Linked DNA regions of Mus musculus: regions 1 and 3 are each linked to region 2. A link is a contact called in public Hi-C data. All regions are on one chromosome and are shown on one strand. Each heading gives the region's core, a stretch centred on a gene start, on an enhancer-like site or on the middle of the called end of the contact. The rest is flanking DNA. Distances are from core to core; before and after follow the strand shown.

Evidence for each region. A called contact is a pair of places that touch in the nucleus more often than the background predicts.
Region 1: a Hi-C map of uterus shows a contact between it and region 2, with 7 times the contacts expected there. The contact joins two enhancer-like sites. A contact is called at or near these places in 1 of 39 promoter capture datasets (embryonic stem cells) and 5 of 484 Hi-C or Micro-C datasets (nephron progenitors and uterus).
Region 3: a Hi-C map of uterus shows a contact between it and region 2. The contact joins two enhancer-like sites. A contact is called at or near these places in 2 of 39 promoter capture datasets (embryonic stem cells and stem cell-derived epiblast-like cells), 6 of 484 Hi-C or Micro-C datasets (nephron progenitors, neural progenitor cells and uterus), 1 of 115 datasets of contacts at active chromatin or transcription factors (craniofacial prominence) and 3 of 9 other capture datasets (embryonic stem cells, embryonic tail and embryonic trunk).

The regions. Positions count from the first base shown.
Region 1 is chr11:19,734,186-19,738,586 of GRCm38.p6, reverse strand. It overlaps Gm39602 (a long non-coding RNA gene), which reads left to right. Exons shown (of 3, transcript XR_872269.1): 2 at 4,362-4,401. Among named protein-coding and RNA genes, the nearest start is that of Gm39602, 6.3 kb to the left of the region's middle. Within about 2 kb of position 1,511, at least 35 of the 459 cell types and tissues checked have an H3K27ac peak or open chromatin away from gene starts, as enhancers often do. A contact at or near this core is called in uterus, where this site is marked.
Region 2 is chr11:19,348,599-19,352,478 of GRCm38.p6, reverse strand. It overlaps the pseudogene Gm12026. Among named protein-coding and RNA genes, the nearest start is that of Gm39601, 270 kb to the left of the region's middle. Within about 2 kb of position 1,553, at least 16 of the 459 cell types and tissues checked have an H3K27ac peak or open chromatin away from gene starts, as enhancers often do. A contact at or near this core is called in uterus, where this site is marked.
Region 3 is chr11:19,759,494-19,763,459 of GRCm38.p6, reverse strand. No RefSeq gene overlaps it. Among named protein-coding and RNA genes, the nearest start is that of Gm39602, 19 kb to the right of the region's middle. Within about 2 kb of position 2,184, at least 34 of the 459 cell types and tissues checked have an H3K27ac peak or open chromatin away from gene starts, as enhancers often do. A contact at or near this core is called in uterus, where this site is marked.

The DNA.
Region 1 (4,401 bases), core at 262-2,761, 390 kb before region 2:
AGAACAACTTTCCAGAGTCAGTTTTTCCCAATTAACCATGTGGGTCCCAGGGGTCAAACTCAAGTCATCAGACTTGGTGGCAAGTCCTTTTACCTGCTAAGCCATTTCACTGGCCCCTTATGGCAAAATACTGACTCAGAGGTGTTTAGGAGTGAACAGATAGCCCTCCCAGCCCTCCTGTCTTTCTGAAGGAATCTGTCCCAAGCCCTAGGTCTGCAGGCTTTTTCCTCCTCTCAGAAGTAGTTCAATTTCTCTCTTCAGAAGCCCTTCATCTCCCAGAACAGCTTTCATTACAGCAACATAAATAAAAAGTGACATAAAATTATATAGCCTTGTGTAAAGTAGTTTAAGGAAAATGTCTTTTACGGCAGCTTTTATGATTTCACCAATTAGTTATTAGACTTTCTCCATTTTTAATTTGCCATCCTCCAAGTGCATTTTCAACGTTTCTCCCCTCTCTCCTCTGAGTAGTGGTGTGAGGGCTGACGGGCCCCAGTGTAGGCTGGCTTTCTTGATGCATAGAGGCATTCCATTACAGCATGTTGCTAGATGCGGACAAAGCAAGGCCTGGGGGAGGGAAGCTGGTGCCCAGTTACTTTTAAGTGAAGAGTGTTGGTCTTGTGGCAAGCACTGCCCTGGGCCACCACTAAAGGTAGTAGCAGATAGACCACAGGGTCGCACGGCAGTGGCTGGACCTTAAGCTGATAAATCCTGAGTTTTTAGTGACTTTCCAAACATTCCCAGGAAGTGTGAATTGCAGAGATTTACTCCTGCCAAAATTTAATCGTGCAGAAAAAGTAAAATTTAGATCAGCGTATAGATTATTTTTAATGCGATTGCTCGACAGAAAAGGGCGAGGAAGGCAGAGTGGAGTCCTTAGAACGGGCGAGTCTAGACCATTGCAATTTGATTCATTTAGGGGAATTGTGTTCGGTTTGAGGCTTTGGCTTGGGCGAGGCTGTTCCTTCTGGGAGTGCATGATGTCATTGTGTCAAGCATGTCACAGCCAAGGCATTCTGGTATTTATGTTGGCCTCAGATCTAGCTCAGAGGACATGGCAGCCTCAATTTATTGCTACTTTAACTTTGTTTAGTCATGGAGAGGTTTTATTTATGTTGGTAAATTTCAAACAGTGGCCAACAGTGACCACACAATGAAAGGGCCTGCAAGATCCATCATCGGTAAATCACCTTGTTGCTGAGTTTCTTTAATTAAGGAAAAACTCTGTGTGTTGATCCCTGTGGTTGCTGGAAGGAACGTGGGGCGGGGAATTGCTTTGATTAATCCATCTATCAGCCTTGGAGGGTGAGTCTCCTGTTTCTGATTGTAGCTGGGCAAAGACCTAAATAAAAATTTATCTTGTCAAAACCTATGGTCTAACTGAAAGCAAATAAAAAAGTTTTATGACAGCCACATAAAGTTAAATAAATAGCTGGGAGGTGCACCGTGTCCTGCGGATGCTTCTCAGCAAAGCATGTGGCTGTTTCTGAGGGTGAGCTCAGCGAACTGAGAAATCACCTTTAATGGTCCCCTCGGTACTGTAACCAGCAACTGCTCTCTTTGTCTAACGTTCTAGGCTTTAGTCCCTGATTAAAACCAAAGGCTCGGCCTTGACACTGGGTGCTGTTTGAGCTACTCAGGGTAGAAGGCACAGTGTGTGCTATTCCAAGAAAAAATGAAATAACCAAGTTCTAGAGGAACTTTATATACACAGTGTCCTTAGATCACTTTCACCCTCAAGACCTCCCCCCATCTTTCAAGTGTGCTTATAAAGGGAGAAAACCTTGTCTTTTGCAACTGTGTGGGACCTTTTTTATTGATCTCTGGAAGGTGGTAGTTTTCACAGTGTGGGGGAGGGGAGCAGCAGTGAACTTTTTTTTTTTTTTTAAATGAAATCAGAGACTGGGACTTCGCCTCTGGTTGGACTCAACTCTCAGATATAGTTTTCCCTGTTCTGTAATAGTCTGGAAGAATATGCTGGGACAGAGGGCCTTTCCCACCAAGTATAGACTTCTCTCTCAGCATGGGATCACAGTGGAATACATTTTATTGCTAGTTAAAAAATATTTTTGAGTCAAATGAAAGACAGCAGTTGATGCTGAAGAAGGCTGCTCTTGATACAAGCATGGACTTAGGGTGAGTTGCTTTCCTTTTTAGGTTATGGAGAGGCTGTTCTCCTGGTCACGCTGTAGGAGCCTCTAACAGTGAAGGGCGATCTCTTGGCCCTGGATGTATTTGGCAACCAGTCCCTGTCTGTTTGATAGAATTACACCATAAGCGTGGGCTCGAGGAGTCAGATATGTTGAAGGGCTTGGAGTTGTAGGCACCCGTGTAGACAGTGCCTGTGTTGACAGAGTGAGGCTACGTGTGGATGTCAGCTGACAAATACACTGGCTGTTGCTTTCTTGTTACTGCGTCCTGCCTTTATTAAGGGAGTATGGCTACTGAGTAAGTGACTCAGGCCAGTAGGCATGGTGGTGATGTGTAACTGGGAAGTCTGCTCTATCAGAGTCTAGTTAGGAGATCGTGGAAAAGCGTGATAGGGGTGGGAGTGAGGGTGTGGGTGGGGCACTCTCACTTAACTAACTGGGTCAGTGTCCCTGAGCTGGAGGCTTGAGTTCCTTTAGAGGCAGGTACAGGGCAACACAAAGACCTGCCTTGTCCGGAGGAGGATTCTCAACTTTTTAAAGATTTATTTTATTAAAAAAAGTGTTTGTGTGTGGTGTGGTGTGTGTGTGTGTGTGTGTGTGTGTGTCTGTAGGTACTTGAGGAGGCTAGGAGAAGGCATTGGATCCCCTAGAGCTAGATTACTGGTGGTTGTGAGTCATCCTACATGGGTGCTGGGTGTTATAGTTATAAAACGATAAAGAACTCTAAAATGTTCTATGGGAGTGTGCTGAGGTATGGGGGAAGGGGGTCCCTCGGTGGGCCCATGTCAAGGCATCTCTTCCCCCTGAGGGAGCAGCCACATGATGGTATAGTATAGAATAGAGTTTATTCAGGGCATGGGGAGGGGAATTAAGAGAGTAGTAGAGACAGAAAGAGAGAGTAGAGAAATAGAGGCCATGACCATGTGTGTGGGGTGTGTGTGTGTGGAATGGGGAACAAGGGGCAAGAGGCAAGGGAGAGGAGCAGGAGTAAGAGAGAGTAAGAGAACAAGCAGCCCCTTTTATAGTGGGCCAGGCCTACCTCGCTGCTGCCAGGAAACTGGGGGTGGAGTCCAGACAGAATATCAACACTGGGAACTGAACTCATGTCTTCTGCAAGAGCAGTGTGTGCTTTTAACCACTGAGCCATCTTTGCAGCGTCCTCCCCCTCCCCCCTGATCTCCTCCAAAAATGCGGGGTTTGCTGGAGTGTGAGGACTCCTGCAGAGCGCCATGGTAAATAGCATCTTCTGCTCCTCCTGATTGTGTGGGAGCTGTGCCACCTTTCTTCATCCCCTGGGTGAGATGAAGAGTTCTGTCACGTTGTTAGCCACTCCATGATCTTCTGTTTGCAAAAATGTTCTTAATTCAACATTACTACCATGGTTCTTAGCCCAGGATGCCCTTCAAAATCTCCTGGGCAGCCTTAAAAAATATTGATGCCCAGGCTGCCCCCTAGACCAATGAAATAAGAATCTTTGGGGACAATGCCTAGACATCAGTAATTTTAAAAGCTCCCCAGGTGATCCTAATGGGCAGCCAGGGTTGAGAGTATGAATATGAAATATGCAGTTCCAGATAAATAATGAAAACTTCAGATTTGATTTCAAATTACACTTTGTCTTTTCTTTCTGAGGCCTGCAGCACTGAGCTGGGGTAGACAGCAGGGGACTCCCGCACTTCCACTGACTGTCCTGTGACTGGGCTTGGGTGTGGGGCAAAGGCAGGGGACTCCCTTACTTCCATGGACTGTCCTGTGACTGGGCGTGGCGTGGGGGAGAAAGGCAGGAGAGTCTAAATTGGCACCACTTGAGTTAAGGGTAGCCTTTTCTGGCTACAGTGGACTTATAAAAACTTTTATTTCTCAATTGACAAATAGTAATTATGTCTGCTTTGGATATATAACATGATATTTTGATCTACGTATACATTACAGAAAGTTTCAGTCAAATTAATTAAATATTCATCATATCACCAACTCATTTCTTATAGTGAGAATATTAGAAATCTATTCTTTTATCAATTTGAAAATACATAATACATTATTATTAACTAGAGTCCTCATCTCGTGTAATAAATCACAGAAACGTGTTCTTTCTTCAGTCCAGCCACCTTTCTACCCCGTGTTCCTGTAAGATAGACTTTATGTAGTTGAGAAAGTAGAGTATTTGTCTCTCTGTGCCTGGCTTATTTTGCTTATTGTTCTGTTCTCTAGGACCATTAATGCTGCTGAGAAGGACAGAGTTTCCTGTGCT
Region 2 (3,880 bases), core at 304-2,803:
GTCCTGGGTCTCTGTACTGCTTCCTTCTCTCTGAGAGAGCAAGCTGAACACAGCAACACTGGTGCATCCATCATTTTGAACAAAGAAAGATCAATTTATTTAAGCAATTACCCTGCTTTGCATATAACTGGTTGATCTCAGCTATTCTTCCCCCAAGATTTGTGAGTGTGTGTGTGTGTGTGTGTGTGTGTGTGTGTGTGTGTGTGTGTGAAAAAGAAAGGGGAGGGGCTTATGAAACATGGCCAAATCAGCTTCTGGGACAAGGTATAGCACTCAAAACAGAGAATTGTGAGGATTTTTTTTGGCTTGTGACTGTTCTTTCCCTCTGTTTGCAACACTCTCTTACTTTGTTAGAGCCGCTGAAGGAAAGGAAAGGGTACTGGTGGGGCGCGATCCTACTTGTACAAATATACACCAGGCCTGACACTTGCCCTCTTCCACAAAGTCCATAAAAACCAGGTCTTATAAAACCCTCTGAACTAGTTCCTATTCCTCCCCAGAGATGCTGAAAAGAAAGGGTCACATCTACAGGTTGGGACGAGGACAAGGATGCAGGGATATGAACAATGGCATCTTCTTGCTATGCAATAGCTGGAGGGAAAGAGTGGAGGGGCTAAGTGACAGCAGGATCTGGCACCACTGACCTTAAGAAATACAGCATTTGAACCAACAAAAGGAGAACACAATGGACTTCCATCTGGGGGTCACTGGGCCCTCCATGCTGACCTAAGGAAAGGTTGACCTCAGCAGCCTAAATGGCAACATTCTGAACGCATGGAGTCTGTTTGTGAAGTCCTTGAATTTTTGGGCTAAGGTTGGTGTGCTTGGCAAGGCTAGGCTTTCCCTTCCCTGCCTTTGTCCTAAGAGTGTCTTGCTATTCCTGGTTTCTATGCCCACTGCTCGGTGCCTGGCATGTGTGTGAATGTTTTTAATTGGATTCTCTAAAATGCATTTCTGACACTGATTTGGTTACATTATATCCTATTCTGTTATCAAACAAATTTGCTGTCAAACAAAAGATCAATGTTATTGTAATGTCCTACTTGATGGATTAAATAGGGTATTATTCAACTCTTATTAAACAATCAAGAGAAACACACTGGGACCGGCTTTCATTCACAGCTGCTAACACGGAGCCGATCTGATCCGTGATTAGGAGACGGAAGGAGCAGTTATTTTCAGATTAATTAAACAAACAAGTAGGATTTAGGGACCAAGATTTTTTAAAGCCAGAATGATTCTTTGAAACATGTTTGGAGAAGGACATAATTTACTTTAATTACACGAGTGAACACTTAAGAATATAAAATCTTTCAGTGACGCATTCTGGATTAATTGCACAGAGCTATCGCCGCACCATAAACAAAGCCCTTCCAGGGATCAACCTTTCAGGGAAGCTTTTTTCCCCCCTGTGAGTAAATGTCCATTTAGAGAGCTTTTCTAAATTTAGAAGCAATGCTCATCAATCATTTATAATAAGCACCAAATAACTGCACTTGCTTGCCAGAGATGCAGCCCCTCCCCTGGCGCAGAGTGGTCCCCGTAGAATATGATGCTGCTAGACCGGCACCTACTCCATTACCAAGGTCTAACCTCTCTGTTTCTTTGACTTTACTCTTCAGATGCCCAGAGAAAGCAAATATTAAGTCAGGGGAAATCTCCCTTTTATCTTAGCTGGGCTGGCTCTATATTATCTGTAGCCTTTCCTTCTATGCACACCCCCATCGCAAGCCTTTCCATCTAGTCGGCCACATTCCGGCTCCTTCTGTCTGATGCTGCTTCCGCTAATGGCTGGAGAAAGGGAACATTACACCATTTAACGTGTGTGGGTCACATTAATCACAGAAAATTCTTTTAATGTCTCAGAAGTAACTGTCAAGCTGGACATACTGAATCTATTTAAACTAAAGCCTGCCATTTTTTATCTACAGTGATCTTTAATTCCCATAAAAGGGTCAAGAAAATGTGATTAAGTGACAGTTTTAAAATGTACTATAATATTAAATAGCTTGATTAAGTGACAACTATAAAATGTAATACAATATTAAGTATCTGGCTATGTCCCAAAAGAACTTTAAAGTATTTTTGAACGGTTTGGGAATTCACTAACCCATAATGGGTTACTAAAGAATTTTTTGTGGGGGGTGGGAGATGGACATAAAAGCAGCCAAACTTAAAACAAACTCAAAACAAGACAGAGCAAGAAAACAAACAAAGACAAACTAAAACTCTCCCAGCACTCCCAAGTGATACAGAGTCCAGGTCTCACAGTTGCCTTCTGTAACATGGTTTTTGTTTCTGAACCTGGTGCAGTGCTTGACTGAAGGTATAATGTCTGTAACGCAGAGAATAGAATCAAAGGAGTCCTGGAAGGGAGGCGGCAGACTGGGCGTGGTCTCTCAGGAGTTGACCATCACCTAGCAGGTGCCTGGCTTGCCCTTTGTGTTGTACCTCAGCTTCTTTGGGGGACACTGTGAATGAAATACCAGCATGGTGGGGGATCGAGGGCTTCAGCTAACCAGTTTTCTTCAGGAGAGTAAACCATGGAAACACTACATCAGAGGGAGCCTCTGTGAATGTAAAGATTTGGATGCAGTAGTCTGGAGGCCTGACTGGAAGGGCTGTGAAAGGAAGGCGATATGACTGTGTAAAGCTATGAACACATAGTCTAAGTGCTCAGGTCAATGGCTCAAAACCTCGAGGTTATTGAGCAGGCCATAGAGTGACTCTTTCTTTCCTTCATTTGGTTCTTCCATAGCCTAGGTTCCCTTAGAAAATTAAAGTGAAGCGTTTCCTGCTATTACCCTATTTGGAGATGTGATCTTATGGAGTGAGAGGGAAGAAAGGGAGGGAAAATCAGGGAAAGCAAGAGGCTGTTATGGAGAGATCCTTATATCATAGGCTGCCATTGAATCTGAATGCAGGCTTGCCTTTCCAAGAATGTCCTCAGGAAGTCAAGTCCTGTGTAAGTGGACCAGAAAGGAGACTGTATGTATGTATATATATGTATATATGTATGTGTATATATTATATATGTATATGTATGTATACATATATATAAAGTCATGTAAATTATTATATGTACATATACATATTGATATACAAATACATGTACAAATGATCATGTACACATATATGTATGTATATATGTATGTAGATTTTGTGTATATATACATATATACATATATATATTCATATTTATAATCATTTCCTTGCATGGTTTTTCCCTGGACAATGCACAGAAAACACCTGTTTGACCCTGTTTAACCCAGGATGGCAGACCAAAGAGACAACTGCATATAGGTCCAACTTGATGTGTCAATGTATTGACTGGGGTTACTGATGGGAGCACAAAGAGGGTTTGCTTACAGTAGCATCCAGGCAGATGCATCTCTGGAGTCCCATCTCTCTCAACCTTCCACCTCCTATTAGGATTGTGTACAGCTGGAGAGGGTACAGGGCACAGGGCACGGTGGCTGAGGTCATCACAAGGCTCTCTGATGAGCCCATGTGCAGCTTTCCTTCTGTGGCACAGTACCTGAGAAGAAAACAACTTAAGGGAGGAAGAGTTCAGTTCAGCTGGAGCTTGAGGGATTCGGTCCATCACGGTGAGGGAGTCACAGAGGCAGGAACATAACACACTTGGCTCCTCCCTGTCCACACTCAGAAGTGGAGAATGATGAATGCTGCTCATCTTTGTCTCCTTTTTATCCAGTCCAGGACCCCAGCCCACAGAAGGTCCACATTTATGGTAGATCTTTTACCTCAGCTAACCTCATCTAGATAATCCCTCACAGCATGCCTAGAGGTCAGGTTGACAACATTAACCATCATGCCCTCCTTCTACAAGGAAATATTCATGGGTCTGATCTCATTAGAA
Region 3 (3,966 bases), core at 935-3,434, 410 kb before region 2:
TTTGCCTTCCTAACACCACTTAATTCTATATATCATAATCAGAAACGGTAAGCCTCGGCAGTAATTTATACAAAACGTATTGTTACAGAGTTATAAATGTCATTAAGTGGTAGACTTATGTCTCAGTGTCATGCAAGTTGAAGCTTGGATTTAAAAGAATTACCCATAATGCAAGATTTCTATAAAAATATTCTTAGTGCTTTCTCCTCCAGGGCGGGCTCGTATTAAAGTTCAGCTTCATTTTACACCTGTTCTCTGCTCTGGGAAGTGCAACCTTTATTTCTCCCTCCTGTTTTTAAAGTCACCTTCTTAGTTCTGGTAGAACATAACTCAAACAACTGGAAACGTTAGGGATGAATTTACAGTCCCTCTGGCTGCTCTCTATCTGGGACAGGAAGGAGCGGGAAGCTGGAGGTAACTTTTCCTGCCATCAAGGGACATCTAGAGAGAAAAGGCGATTAATCGTAAGGTGCCAACTAGTTTTGATTATTCAGGGGCCTGTGGTGGAATCTGTGGATTGTTCAGGCCTCTGGTTTGCCAGTCTGATAGTTCACCCCTCAGTGGCCAGTGGGGCCTGCTATGATGAGTCTCTAATGGTGGCAAAGGAACCATCCTGTTTAGGCCACCTACATTGTGCAAAAATAGGGAAGAATACTTATTTATATGCATATGATCTTTATATATACTTATATCAAGGTAATCTATATATCTATATATCATCTCTATCATGTCATTTACAACCGCTCTACCTATTCCTATATATACACCATCAGTATCTATATTATCTATACCTATACCTCTTTAGCCTTTACAACAACACACCTAGGAGGGAAGTGGTATGTTAATGTGTTAAAATAAAATGGCAAAAGCTTAGTCCAATGAATTAATCTCTTAAACTTTTTATTGTGTGTATTCTGCATGTCCCTCCCTGAGATAAGCTGGCAGGGATGGGGGTGGGTGGGGGTGAGGGAGGAGAGCTGTGCTGTGGTCCCCGCCCTCACTGAACAGGGAGGAAATCAAACATCTTACTTCGTAACCAGACTATAAAATTATGAGAGGTGTTTATATGTGTTCTGAACAAAAACTGTAAGGGATTATGAAGTTCAAGACACATAAGGAAGGAACATGCCCCTTTCTGCGGGGTCCTCTGAGGGGCCTGTTTGGAGGATCTAACCTCTGAGCAGGCAGTTAAAGGACAGAAAACTTGCTGAAGGTTATAGAGATAATCAGGCAGAATTGAGATTCAAACTCAGGCCCGCCAGAGCCTATTCAGGTTCTATTCGAGTTGTCCCACTATACACATTTGAAACAACACTGAATCCAACCTTGGACTCTCTGCCACTTGCTACGATCTCCCCTGGGGTTATGGACTGAGAGCGGGTGTGAATTGGTGGCGGTGAGCCTGCAGCTTCCCTGTGGTGTGCACATCCCTCCTATTTTCTTCAAGGTTCTGTCTGGACTGCACTGGGGCACTGGCTGTATGGTGTCCACCGTTTCTTCTAATTGGGGAAGAAGCCAATTCCAAATACCTGGGAGAAGTTAAGTAAGGAGCTGAGGCCAGAGCTCAGAAACCTCTCCTACCTAGCCCTGTCCAGCCTCCCTCTCACCACTCTGCTCTGCTCCGTGCTGCCTGCTTCAGTCTAATGCTGTCTTGGAGAATGGCAGTCTGCCCTCAGAACTCCCTGACCTACACAGGGAGCCTTGGGAGGGTTGTTGGACTCCGCCCAGAACATTCCCATGTGTTTCCACCCGGTTGCTGTGCTCTTGGTGAGGTACCCTGCTGGACATGGCCACCCAGAGCTGAAATTTCAGCCAGGCACAGGGATGGGGATGGCCTAGTGTAGAAGCAGAAGCAAGAGATGTGTTGTTTCCCCCCTCTGTCTGCTGGTAGAAGGGCAGGGATTAGAGGTGTTGATGACTCTTTAAAAGTTCCACTGTACCCACTCCAAACCCCAGCCTGAGTGCAAAGGAAACTGCTTTCTTCTGCCTGAATTTTTGCCATCAAGCAGCGTTGCCTCTGCCTCAGTGCTCTCGATGAAATGCAGACCTTCTGGGGAGAAGGCGAGCTACAAAGTGCCGGCCACCTTGGCGTGAAGGAGGTTATTGTATCTTAAGTAGAGGAAAATAGGGATAGCAGCTTCCTTTGGTTCCAATTCTTCAGCATCCCCTTTGCAAAAAGCAACAGTACGTTATAGACACTAGGGGGCGCAAGTAGGCCAACAATGGCGCCTGTTACTTTTTACAGCTCTGAGAAACAAAGTTGGCATTATCGCTGTTTTCTTTTTCTTAAGAATCGGAGTTCTCTGAGATGGTATGAGTGAAAGCATTGGCTGCTTTGCTTCCCAGGACGTCCGTAGCCCTCAGAAAATGCAATGAAGAAATATTCAGAATGAAACATGGAAAGCGGATGGATACCCAAGAGATTTCATCAACGGTCTTCGGCACTGCTCTTGGCTGTTTTTAGTATGACAGTTTGTTAAACGTTTCTGAGAGCTAAAGTTCAAATGGGAACAGTGGAAAGGAACTGATTTGTCAAAATGCCTAGCAGTGCCCCTAATGTCACCAAAGTGGGGATGCAAATGTGCATATTTCTGAGTATAGAGAGTAAGCCCACTTGAAGAAAGGAGAAAAAGAAGTCTCCCTCACAGCCAAACACATATCTTACGTACCGTTCAGATGGCTGTTCTTACTGAATAAATCTTACTTAGCAACCTTCCACCAGAGCAAATAATAAATCACTCCCCAAAGCTCCAGGCATCGGGTTCTATCTGGGCAGTAAAACTCTGCAAATGCCCTGACAGCGTTTTGTGAAATCATAATTGCTTAGGGAAAGTGATTCTGGATATCTTAAAACGTACAGAATTAAAGCGAAGCTGTTCCTTTGAGGAAAATTACCCTAATGCTGCGTGCAGTATTCTTTATGTGAATCCTAGATTATAATCCACAGATCCCCATCGTTTCTGGGAAGAGTATATAACCATGCCTAGGTTTTATAGTCACTCCTGTGACCATCGGGGCAGAGGTGCTTCGTTATTTGTATAGTTAGTTTTAAGTGTGTTTATTTATCAGCATTCTCTGGAGAGCCACACCTCAAAACATGTAGTATCTAGCTATCCTTAAAGAAGGGCTGAGTTCTGGGCCCCCAGTTCATGTGTTAAAGTCTTAACATCTCCCCCTGTACCTCAGAATGTGCTTGCTCTCCATGGCTTGATCAGCTTGTTTTCTTATGGCACCCAGGATCACCAGCCAGGGGAGGCACCACCCACAATAGACCGGGCCCATTCTCATCAGTCACTAATAAAGAAAACACCCTACAGATTTGCCTACAGGCCAATCTTATGGAAGCATTTTCTCAGTTGGAGTCTTTCTTCTCAAATGACTCTAGCTTGTGTCAAGGTGACATAAAACTAGCCAGTACGGGACAGGTCATTAGGATGGCCTTGGGTCCAAAGGGAATGGTGTCTTTATAAGAGGAAAATACCAGTCAGACATAGTGGGACTCTGTGAGGACACAGAGGGAGGTAGTGTTGTCTACAAAGGGAGTTCCAGGATACGCAGAGAAACCCTGTCTCGGAAAACAAAACAGAACAAGGCATGCTTCCGCATACTGAAGCAGAGCTCAGAGTTTGGACCATTTTAAGATGAGTAACTTTTTCTTGGTTATTCAAGGCAGGGTTTCACTGTGTAGCCCTGGCTGTCCCAGAACTCTGTAGACCAAGCTGGCCTCGAACTCACAGAGATCAGTCTGCCTCCATCTCCCGAATGCTGGAATTATTAGGTGTGTGTCACCACTACCCAGCTTACAACCAGTAATTTTAAAGTAGAATTATTCAAGACGAAGTCTTTATAGGAACTACCATTATTGGCCTATTACCCACCCCTATTTGCATTGCACATAAGCTTAGTGGGCTGTGCCTGAGGTGACTTGTCTGCATCAATTTCTCCTTCTTGGGAAGTGGGATGTTG